3 separate regions of the Mus musculus genome follow, and all the other regions are linked to region 3. Evidence: chromatin contacts called from public Hi-C data. All regions are on one chromosome and are shown on one strand. The core of a region is the stretch at or near the end of the contact, and the rest is flanking DNA. Distances in the headings are between cores, read along the strand shown.

Region 1 (2,908 bases), core at 301-2,800, 150 kb after region 3:
CATTCAGAAGCGCCCTCCATTGGGAAACACTTCCTGCTTTTCTTCCTCTGGAGATTTTTCTGTTAGCCTAGAGCTACAAAGCAAACAGGTGAAATACATTTTAATCAGATGTTTTATCCAGCCCAAGGCTCTCAAAATATCATTTCTACCTGTCATTGGTAAAAAAACAAACAAACAAACAAAAAACCAAAGGGAGTCTGTGTTCTGATTTCCTTACGCTGTCTGGAATCAATTTTGTGTACTGGACCATGTGGCCATTGAAGTGACATCACTGTCATTGCTTACTGGTGTGTCCCTGGGTCATTTGCACTGGCTTCTTGAGGTAAAGAGCCCTCTAGAGGAAAGGGACTGTGTCTTGTGTGTCTGGAACCTAGCTGGCTTCCTAGCTAGGCATTGGCAGGGACTCTTCAGTGTGCATTGAATTAGGTACCTTTCTCATTTATTCTAATAATTTAGGAGATACTGCCTATCAAGCGGCCACCGAAGGCATGGTGGCTGGAGGTACCACTGGCTCATAACATCTGGGTGTCAGACAGAAAGCGGGGATAGTTTGGCTGGAAACCCTGCCAGACTGCACTTCGAGACCTGTCTTCTGAAAACTACTCGCTTCCTCCAGTGAGGCCCCATCTCTTAAAACTCCCACAGACACCCCACCCCCCAAAATAGTACCACCAGCTGGGAACCAAGTACCCAAATTCAGGAGCCTACTGTGGACATTTCACATTCAAAATCTAATATGAGGTATTGAGGTTCTGAACACAGCTGCTTTTTCCTGGGTCCTGTGAGCTCAGCATGTGACCAGACACATGTGTCTTAGTTAGGGTCACTATTGCTATGATGAGACGCCATAACCAAAGCAACTTGGGGAGGAAGGGGTTTATTCAGCTTATGCTTCCATATCACAGTTCATCATCAAAGGAAATCAGGACAGAAAATCAAGCAGAGCAGGAACCTAGAGGCAGGAGCTGATGCAGAGGCCATGGAGGGCACTGCTAACTGCCTTGCTTCCCATGGCTTGCTCAGCCTGCTTTCTTACAGAACCCAGGACCACCAGGAACAAAGGCTGGTCCCTCCAGCATCAATCGCTAATTAAGAAAATGCCCTACAGGCTTGCCTATGGCTGGGTCTTAGAGAGGCAGTTTCTCATTTGAGGCTCCCCTTCCCTGACAACTCTAGCTTGTGTCAAATTGATATAAAACTAGCCAGGGCTCTGGGGTTCAGGGAAGAAGAGTCCCTCTGCACTGGGGCTGGGGCCTGTGCATGACCCTCTAAGAGCCTAAGTGCAGGCTGGAAAAGAATGAGTACCTGGGGTGTGACAGCCCTCGCTGTGCCCTTCCTACCAGCCACCCAGCCACGATGACAGGTCTTCCACAGCACAGTTTAACTGAAGGTGAGGGCATTGGAGCCCAGGTTCTAACTCCATCGGGCTCTAACTCTTCCTGTCACTGGCAGGACCAGACCACCTGAGAGGGAATTCAGGATCTCGGGGGCGGTGCCGGGGCCGGGGCTTTGATTTCCTCATCTGGAAACCGGAAATGAATTACTTAACCTCAGTTAACCACACTGTGTCACACAGCAGTTAAGACTTGGTAAAGCCAGATGCCCCTGGTAAGGGAATTCGGGGTACTCTTTTTAATCTCCCTGAGCCCCAGTTTCTTAATCTGTAAAGTGTGTGTGTGTGTCTCTGTGTGTGTGTGTTAGGGGTGCTGTCAGTTTCTAGATCTCTGAGTTGTTCCAAAATGGAATGAGCTGATTTCTTTGAAGTCCTCAGAACAATAGCATAACATACAGCCAAGTTTAGCAGCCAGTATTTTTTTTTTAACTTTAAAGTCTTCCCATAGGGTCCTCAGAATACCTCTGTCCCCAGTGGGTGGATTCAGGGAAAAAAATGGGAGAGGGAGCCTACAAGTACAGTCCCCCTTCCTGGCTTGGCTAACTCTCCCTCAGACTCACACAGGCACTTTGTTGAGCTAGACTGAGCACTCCCAAGCCAAGAGTGTGTTTGCGGAGGCTAGAGACAATGTCTGACTCAGGGAAGTTGCAGGAAGCTAGCACTTCTATGGGTTTGGAACTTTTTTTTGTTTCCTAAAATAAAAATAAAAATGTTAGGCAGCTGTTTTTAGATGTTCCTTTTTTGAGCATTCCCGGCCCAGACATAGTAACCATGTGTAAGTTTCTTTTTGGTTCATGTTCCTTGCCCACAAGGGCCTATTTCCGTGTTCTGCTTGTTCTTCAGATGTCAATGGAGGTGGTTTGGCAGCCATCTTCCATTCTGGTAAAGCCCTACCAGTACTGGTGTTGGCAGAGTGGTGCTGATGGAGAGTTCTGGGTCTGTCCCCTCATTAACAGGAGGGACCTGCCAGTGAGAGCAAGCCCGAGCAGGCTGCAGGCAGGCCAGGCCTTGAGCTGTCCATCCAGAGAGGGTCTGTGGCCCTGGTTAGTAATGGGTTCACTGGGCTTCTGTTGGTGAGAGCGCTGGCTCTGTATAAGCTGTGCATAGTTGCTAGCTGAGCGAATGAGCGGCAAGGCTAACTCACACAGACAAGGCACAAAGCCCTGGGTTTGCTTCCCAATTCTGCAGGAACGACAGCATGGTGGTACAGACTTGTAATCGCAGCCCTTGGGAGGGGAAAGCAAAGGGTTCAGAAATGGAAAGTTATCATTGTGGAACCTGAGGCCAGCCTAGGCTACAGGAGACCCCGTGTCTAAACAAACAAGGTCCAGGGAGACGCTTGGTTGGGCAGTGTTTGCCACACAAGCATGAGGGACCTGAATTCAGATCCCTATCACATTGATTTTAAGAAGGGGGTTAAAAAGAAAGCTGGCGTTTCGTGTGTCTTGTGGTGTCGTAGGTGTGGGGTTTGGTGTGGTGCCCTGTGTTGCAATCCCAGCATCGGGGAGGTAGGCA
Region 2 (3,186 bases), core at 678-3,177, 210 kb after region 3:
AACAAATCTGAAACCTGAAAAGGAAACCCTTTTTGCCAAGATGTTGAATGAGCGAGGAACGTCCGGTGTGTGGTAGCCGTTAACTCATAGGGCAGCGGAAAGGGCCGTGTGAGGGCGAGGTACGTCAGGCGGACAGCTCGGTGCCTGCCCCTCACGGTTGTCCTTACTGCAGTATTGCCCCCTCCCCTAACCAGCTTCATCCTGTGCCTGCAGAAGGCATGCTTTGCACGCCTTACAGCAGGATCTAAGGAGAGACACAGTACAGGGATGCTGATCTCAGCAGCTGTAAGGTTTGAAAGGGTCATCGGAGGACCTGGTCAAGCAGGAAGCACAAGATGCCTGCCCTGGTCAGGCCCTTACATAAAACCCCCAGGGACTCCCTTCAACGCTCATCTGACAAAATGGAGAAACTGAGGCTCGAAAGTCCTGGAACAGCTGCTCCGAATCTAACCTGCTAGTAATTGCTACAACGGAATGTAAACCTCCATCTCCCTGCTTGGAAGGGCCCTGCTCTAACGTGGTTCTCTCTACAAAAGGGGCAGGTGAGCCCTTGGATGTGCCCCCCCAAAATTATTCATACAGTGAGACATGTCTCATTTCATCAGTACTGAAGATCTGGTTTAATAATAATAATAATAATAATAATAATAATAATAATATAATAATAAGCAGAAGGAGGGAGAGGAAGAAGAGCAGAAGGAGGAAGAAGAGGAGGAGGAGGAGGAGGAGAAGAGGAGGAGGAGGAGGAGGAGGAGAAGAGGAGGAGGAGGAGGAGAAGGCGGCAGCAGCAGCAGCACTGATGTTAAAATCCAAACACCCGTGCTCCCTGCAAGCCCAGAATGAAGCTCACCCGTTGGAAGAGTGGCATGGAGGTGGTGGGGAGCGGGATGGGGGGCTTCCCATTCCACAAAAGCCTGAGGAGTCTGGGGCAATGGCAGCCCCTGTAGGGGTCCAGATCTTTCACACATGAGTATGAATAGGAGTCGATATCCCTGAGTTGCTGGTGAGGCACTTCCAGGACCAACCTTGGGATGTGGGAGCCACGACCTGCATCATCAGTGTATTTGGTTCAGGTGGGGTCAGGCAAGGCTGTGGAGCCCCATACTCCGAACACTGGTGAGACAGATGACAAGGTGACCCTGCATATCAGCCATCTCCAGTCAAAGATTTTCAGAATTTCCCAAGCCCACTTCACCTTGACTTGGGGGTCAGAATGGGACTCAGAGGTTCTTGTTCATGGAAGCCAGATGGCACACCTCGATGGGCCATGTGCACTGTTCCAGACACCTTGTAATATGGTCACCAAAGTCACTGTTCATTCTAGAAACCAGGTTTTTTTGTTTTTGTTTTTTTTATAAAACATGGTCTCACTATATAGTTCTGGATGGCCTGGAACTCGCTGTGCAGTCCAGACTGACGGACTCAGATCTGCCTGCCTCTGCTGTTACTAGAGGCCTGTATCACCTATGGCCTCAGGAAATGCCGGATCTAGTTTTCAAAGGCTGGTGGTGGAGGGAGTGTCTATCACAGGAAGCCCCACCCCCACCCCCCATGATCGTGTTAACTTCAGCCTCGCTTCAGTTGAGGCCAGCACATTCTAGAAGCTTAATAAGTTAAAACAGTAGCTAGCAGTGCTTACAAAGCACTGGTGTGTGCTGTTCTGCTGAATTAAAAAAATGCTGTGCGATTACACAACAGCCCTAACCTGTAGGTGTGGAAGCTAGGGTATAGGGGTGTGTCCCGGGCCCAGCCTCAGACTTCGGTAAGAAGATGCATGTGTTTGGGCCGCTGGGGGGATCCTTCTGCCCCTCAGAAGCTCCAAGGAGCAGATAGCTCTTTGCCCCAGTGATTGAAGGGCTCCCAGCCAGTGGGGCAGATGTCTCTCGCCTGTTCCCTGGGCCCCTTGCCCAGTTCCTCCCTGCCCTGCACAATGTCTTCAAGCATGCTGGAAACATTAACTGCTCTCCTGCTATTCATCTTGGCTAGGCTAGCTCTGACAGTCCAATTTCAATGTTCCTCCCAGGGCAGACAGTAGGTCACAAGAATCGATAATGGATCCCAGGCGATTGGACACAATTCCGATCTGATGGGAACCTGCCCCCTTCCTTGTACTGAGCCTCAAGCCTCCTCTTAAACCCACAACTTCAGAGTACTGCCTTCTGGGAATAGCCTGACTCTGAGGTAGCAGGGGAGACAGCCCGGTGATTGTTCCCACTGACGTCCTGGATGCATGGCTTCCTCAAGTCCTTAGGGATGATAAAAAGGACAACAGGCCTCAGCCCCTCCAGCCCCTTCCTAATCATCTGGCCCTCCCTAGGCCATTGTCCCTGCATAACCAACAGGGCCAAAACCTTGTCTCCCCTGTAACTGTCTGTGTCTTCTCCACCTCGAATAAAGACAGACGGACACAGAAAACAGTAGTTCCTTTATTTGATGGGGGTGGCTTCTGAGACCCTTTCAGATACTGAAGTCCACAGAAGCACTTGTCCCCGGTATGAAATGTAATTATATTTGCATAGAACCTACACACATCCTCCTGTAGAGTCTCGAGCTTTCCAGTACCACTGAGTATGATATAAATGTCCCATGAATTGATTTCATCGTGTTCAGGGCAGATGCAGTTTGGATCCAGGAGCAAATGAGTCCTTGCTACCTACTGTCCATAGTATGTGTGTGACTCCACAGCAGCCTCCTGGCCTCTCGCCTTGCCTCCTGTCATCTTCCTGAGCCGCACATGTGACATACCTTAACCCTTGATCAGCCCCACTCCATCCCCACACTGCCAACCCAACCAATCTTCCCAGCTATCACAGGAACCCCCTTAGAGCCTCACTTTGATCCCCCCCCTTGCCAGGCCATATGCTCAGCTATGCATAGAGGCCTTGGACATGGCTCCCCACACCGCCACTGCAGTCTCTGGCATTCAGTCTGGGCTGGATTCATCCAAATTTGTCTTTCTCCCACTTAAGCACCTCCTTGCTGAAGCCAGAGCTGTTAGCACATGTTGGACCATATCGCTCCCCGGTTCACACCTTTCTAGGGGACCCACCCAGCTCTGGGTGAGTCCTGGCAAAGTCGCCTCTATGCCAGGATTGCTGTGTGCTCTTCACAACCTCCACGACATCCTGACTTGGTTCTAGTTCACTTCCCTGCCCAACAGGGCATGGCTCTGAGGATCCGTGGGGT
Region 3 (2,831 bases), core at 261-2,760:
CTTCTGTCAGAGGGTGAGTGGCTTATCAACAGTAGGCGCAGATGCCAGGTCTGCCTCCACAGGAAGTGGTGAAGGTGAGTGGCTGGCTGGATCCTAGCAGCAGGGGCTTCTGGGATGATGGTGTTGGTGAGATGTCTGGAGATCTTGTGAGCCTTAAGGACAGACTTTCATCTTGAATGTGAACAGAGACCCATGTCAGATTTCTAACTTCGCTGTAAGGGTCAAAGAAAAGGAGCATTTTTCTCAAAGCCACTAGTGTAATTGGTAAGCTGGTACAGCAGCTGTGAGAACCCAAGGTACACTGTTGTCCTGTTTCTCAGAGGAGGTGCCAGTGCTTGGGAGCATTTACCAGGAAATGGCAGTAATGCAGAGCCCTGTGCTACGAGGACCTTCATAACCCAGCCGCAGAGGCAGGTGCATACATAGAGCGAAGGAGGCCCAGGCAAACCAGGGATGATGTGAAGACTGGGTTTGTCTATGATTAGTAGACTCAAGGTGAGAGGGTGGGCTTCTCTTCAGCGGGAGGTATGGGAAGCAACCTAGGACTCCTGCTGGAGTAGCAGACCAAAAGCCAACTGACTGAGTGGCCCATGAGCACTAGACCCTGGAAAGGCGAGCCCTTAAGGGTGAGTTGTAGTTGAGCCACGCCTGGAATCAAGTTGCTGAAGGGCACCCAAGCCTCTCATTTCATGATCTGTATTCCTCTCCCTGGGCCAGCTCTCCTTTAAGGTGGCCAAAGCCACGGTCTGTTGACACAGGACTGTGTGGCCGTCCATGGAGCAGTCCCGCTCAGGAGATGATCAAGCAGGGCCCCCCCAAAATCAGAAAGCACGTATGTGATGTGTACGTAATTATGTGTGGCACATATGCTTTTGTCCTCTTCCCTACCCCAGTTCTTTGCTAACAGAACATGGAACCTGAGTTTGCTCCAGGAAAGTCCTTAGATCTGAGGACAGTGGGTCCTTCCCCAAACACAGGCCTAAACTGTGATTGGGCTAAACTGAGCAGGGCGCTTTGCCTAGGACTGTATTCCCCATCTCCCTTTTGCTGTTAGGAGCAGCGACGACAGAGTTCTGACATGGAGATTCTATGTGGGACAAATTTTTGCATCCCGACAAAAGCCATGAATTTTCTATTCCCATCCCTTCCCTATCTCTTTCTTAGAATGTAGTTGCTTAACGACAAGACACTTGGAACTGCTACCATGAAGCAACGTGCTGAGGGTGACTGAGGGAAGAGACAGGAAGTCTCTCCAGGCTCCTGCCTTGAGCTGCCACTGAACATGTCCTTGTTCCAGATAATTCAGTGCCTTTATTGTTCCGGCCAGCTTGAGGTATCTTTCAGACACGCAGCCAGACACATTCTGACAGGACTGTAAAGGTGGAGGGAGGCCTGCTACATCTCCAGACTCTGAGGAGAAGCTTCGAAAGGCAGCATGTTAGCTCACACCCCTCTGACTCTATCTTCAGACAGAATGGGTCAAGTTGTTCTCTCTCTATCAGGTCACCGTGACCCTGCTCTCGTGATCACATGTGTTCTCTGCCTCTTCCTGCTCCGGATAATCCTCCTGTCTCAAGGAGAGCCAACCTAGACTCTGTCTGCAACATTTCTTAAAATAAAAAAGTTATTTATTTTATATGTGCGTATGTGGCACATGTGTATGGAGGTCAGAGGGTAATTTGTGGGCAGGTTCTTGCCTTCTGCTCTGTGGGTCCCAGGGACCTAACTTAGGTCACCAGGTTTGGCAGCAACTACCCTTCCTCGTTGAGCCATCTCACAAGCTCTACAATTGTAAAAATACAATTTATTTACCACGTGTCTTTGAGTGTGCATTTATGCGATGGTCAGATGGTGATTTGGGTTTTTTTTTTAAAGATGTTTTATTGGTTCTTTGTGAATTTCACATCACATACCCCAATCTCACTCATCTCTCCTCTTCATATCCACCCTCCAGCCTTCCTACCCATTCCCCAAAAGAAAAGAAAATAAGATAGAATAAAAGAAAGAGTCTTTCTGGAAGCTGCAGTGTGTCACAGTGTGTCCCACAGTCTACCCTTTGGCCACACGTCTTTACTTGCACATGTTGACTGCAATGAGACACTGGTCTGGTTTGAGGCCTCCAGCTTCGACTACATCAATACTGAATCCTCACTGAGACTCCTCTCCGATATCTTGCTGTTGACCTGTGTCATGGAGATCATGCAGCTTTGGGATCTGCAGGACCTGCTTTTACACAATGCTCCAGCAGATCATAGATGGGGTCGATGTTGGGGTGGGCCAACTCAAAGCCCTGCATCTGGGCCTGGGAGGTAGCTGTGTGCCTTTATCACCATGGCGAGGTTGCCAGGACAATGCTCACCCAAGGCAGCAGCCAGCTAGGGGACGGACCTTCTTTCAGGTCCTCCGGGTTAGCTCACCTCTTCCCACCCCTCATGCCTTTGCCACCAGGGTCAGCTCTATGGTGATGTGTGAGGTGAGGAGCAGAGCCTAAGTGCTGCAGACAGTGAGGGGCGGGGCCAGCTCTCTCACTTTCCCGACTTCCATTGCAGTTCATCTGTCTGCCAGAGGTGAGGGATAGGAGGTGGAAGGTGGGCATTTCTCCCTTACCCATGTGGGGCTGCCAAGGTCAGCTCTACTGTGGCGCCCAGGCAAGGGGCTATGTCAGCTTAGCCCAAATGCTTCAGTTGGCAGCCCGAACCAGGAACATCCGTGTGATCTTTGGTGCTAAAACAGGCCTGGGACATCAAAACAGATCCCGGCTGCCATAGGACCACGAATCCAGACATGGCTCCCAGCAGCAGCCTGGGCCCCAATGTCCCCAGGGCCCCGGG

The links. A called contact is a pair of places that touch in the nucleus more often than the background predicts.
Region 1: a Hi-C map of uterus shows a contact between it and region 3, with 4 times the contacts expected there. The contact joins two enhancer-like sites. A contact is called at or near these places in 1 of 39 promoter capture datasets (the C10 cell line), 2 of 15 datasets of contacts at CTCF or cohesin (the NIH/3T3 cell line and large pre-B cells), 5 of 484 Hi-C or Micro-C datasets (bone marrow, bone marrow-derived macrophages, natural killer cells and 2 more), 2 of 115 datasets of contacts at active chromatin or transcription factors (astrocytes and large pre-B cells) and 2 of 9 other capture datasets (bone marrow-derived macrophages and embryonic stem cells).
Region 2: a Hi-C map of uterus shows a contact between it and region 3, with 2.9 times the contacts expected there. The contact joins two enhancer-like sites. A contact is called at or near these places in 7 of 39 promoter capture datasets (the C10 cell line, the HPC-7 cell line, cranial neural crest and 4 more), 4 of 484 Hi-C or Micro-C datasets (bone marrow-derived macrophages, embryonic stem cells, macrophages and 1 more) and 5 of 115 datasets of contacts at active chromatin or transcription factors (embryonic fibroblasts, embryonic stem cells, fetal liver and 1 more).

Annotation. Positions count from the first base shown.
Region 1 is chr10:83,099,566-83,102,473 of GRCm38.p6, forward strand. The region is part of intron 2 of Chst11 (carbohydrate sulfotransferase 11); the gene reads left to right. Among named protein-coding and RNA genes, the nearest start is that of Chst11, 120 kb to the left of the region's middle. Within about 2 kb of position 1,551, at least 49 of the 459 cell types and tissues checked have an H3K27ac peak or open chromatin away from gene starts, as enhancers often do. A contact at or near this core is called in uterus, where this site is marked.
Region 2 is chr10:83,160,349-83,163,534 of GRCm38.p6, forward strand. The region is part of intron 2 of Chst11 (carbohydrate sulfotransferase 11); the gene reads left to right. Among named protein-coding and RNA genes, the nearest start is that of Slc41a2, 180 kb to the right of the region's middle. Within about 2 kb of position 1,928, at least 97 of the 459 cell types and tissues checked have an H3K27ac peak or open chromatin away from gene starts, as enhancers often do. A contact at or near this core is called in uterus, where this site is marked.
Region 3 is chr10:82,947,856-82,950,686 of GRCm38.p6, forward strand. No RefSeq gene overlaps it. Among named protein-coding and RNA genes, the nearest start is that of Gm33781, 15 kb to the left of the region's middle. Within about 2 kb of position 1,511, at least 4 of the 459 cell types and tissues checked have an H3K27ac peak or open chromatin away from gene starts, as enhancers often do. A contact at or near this core is called in uterus, where this site is marked.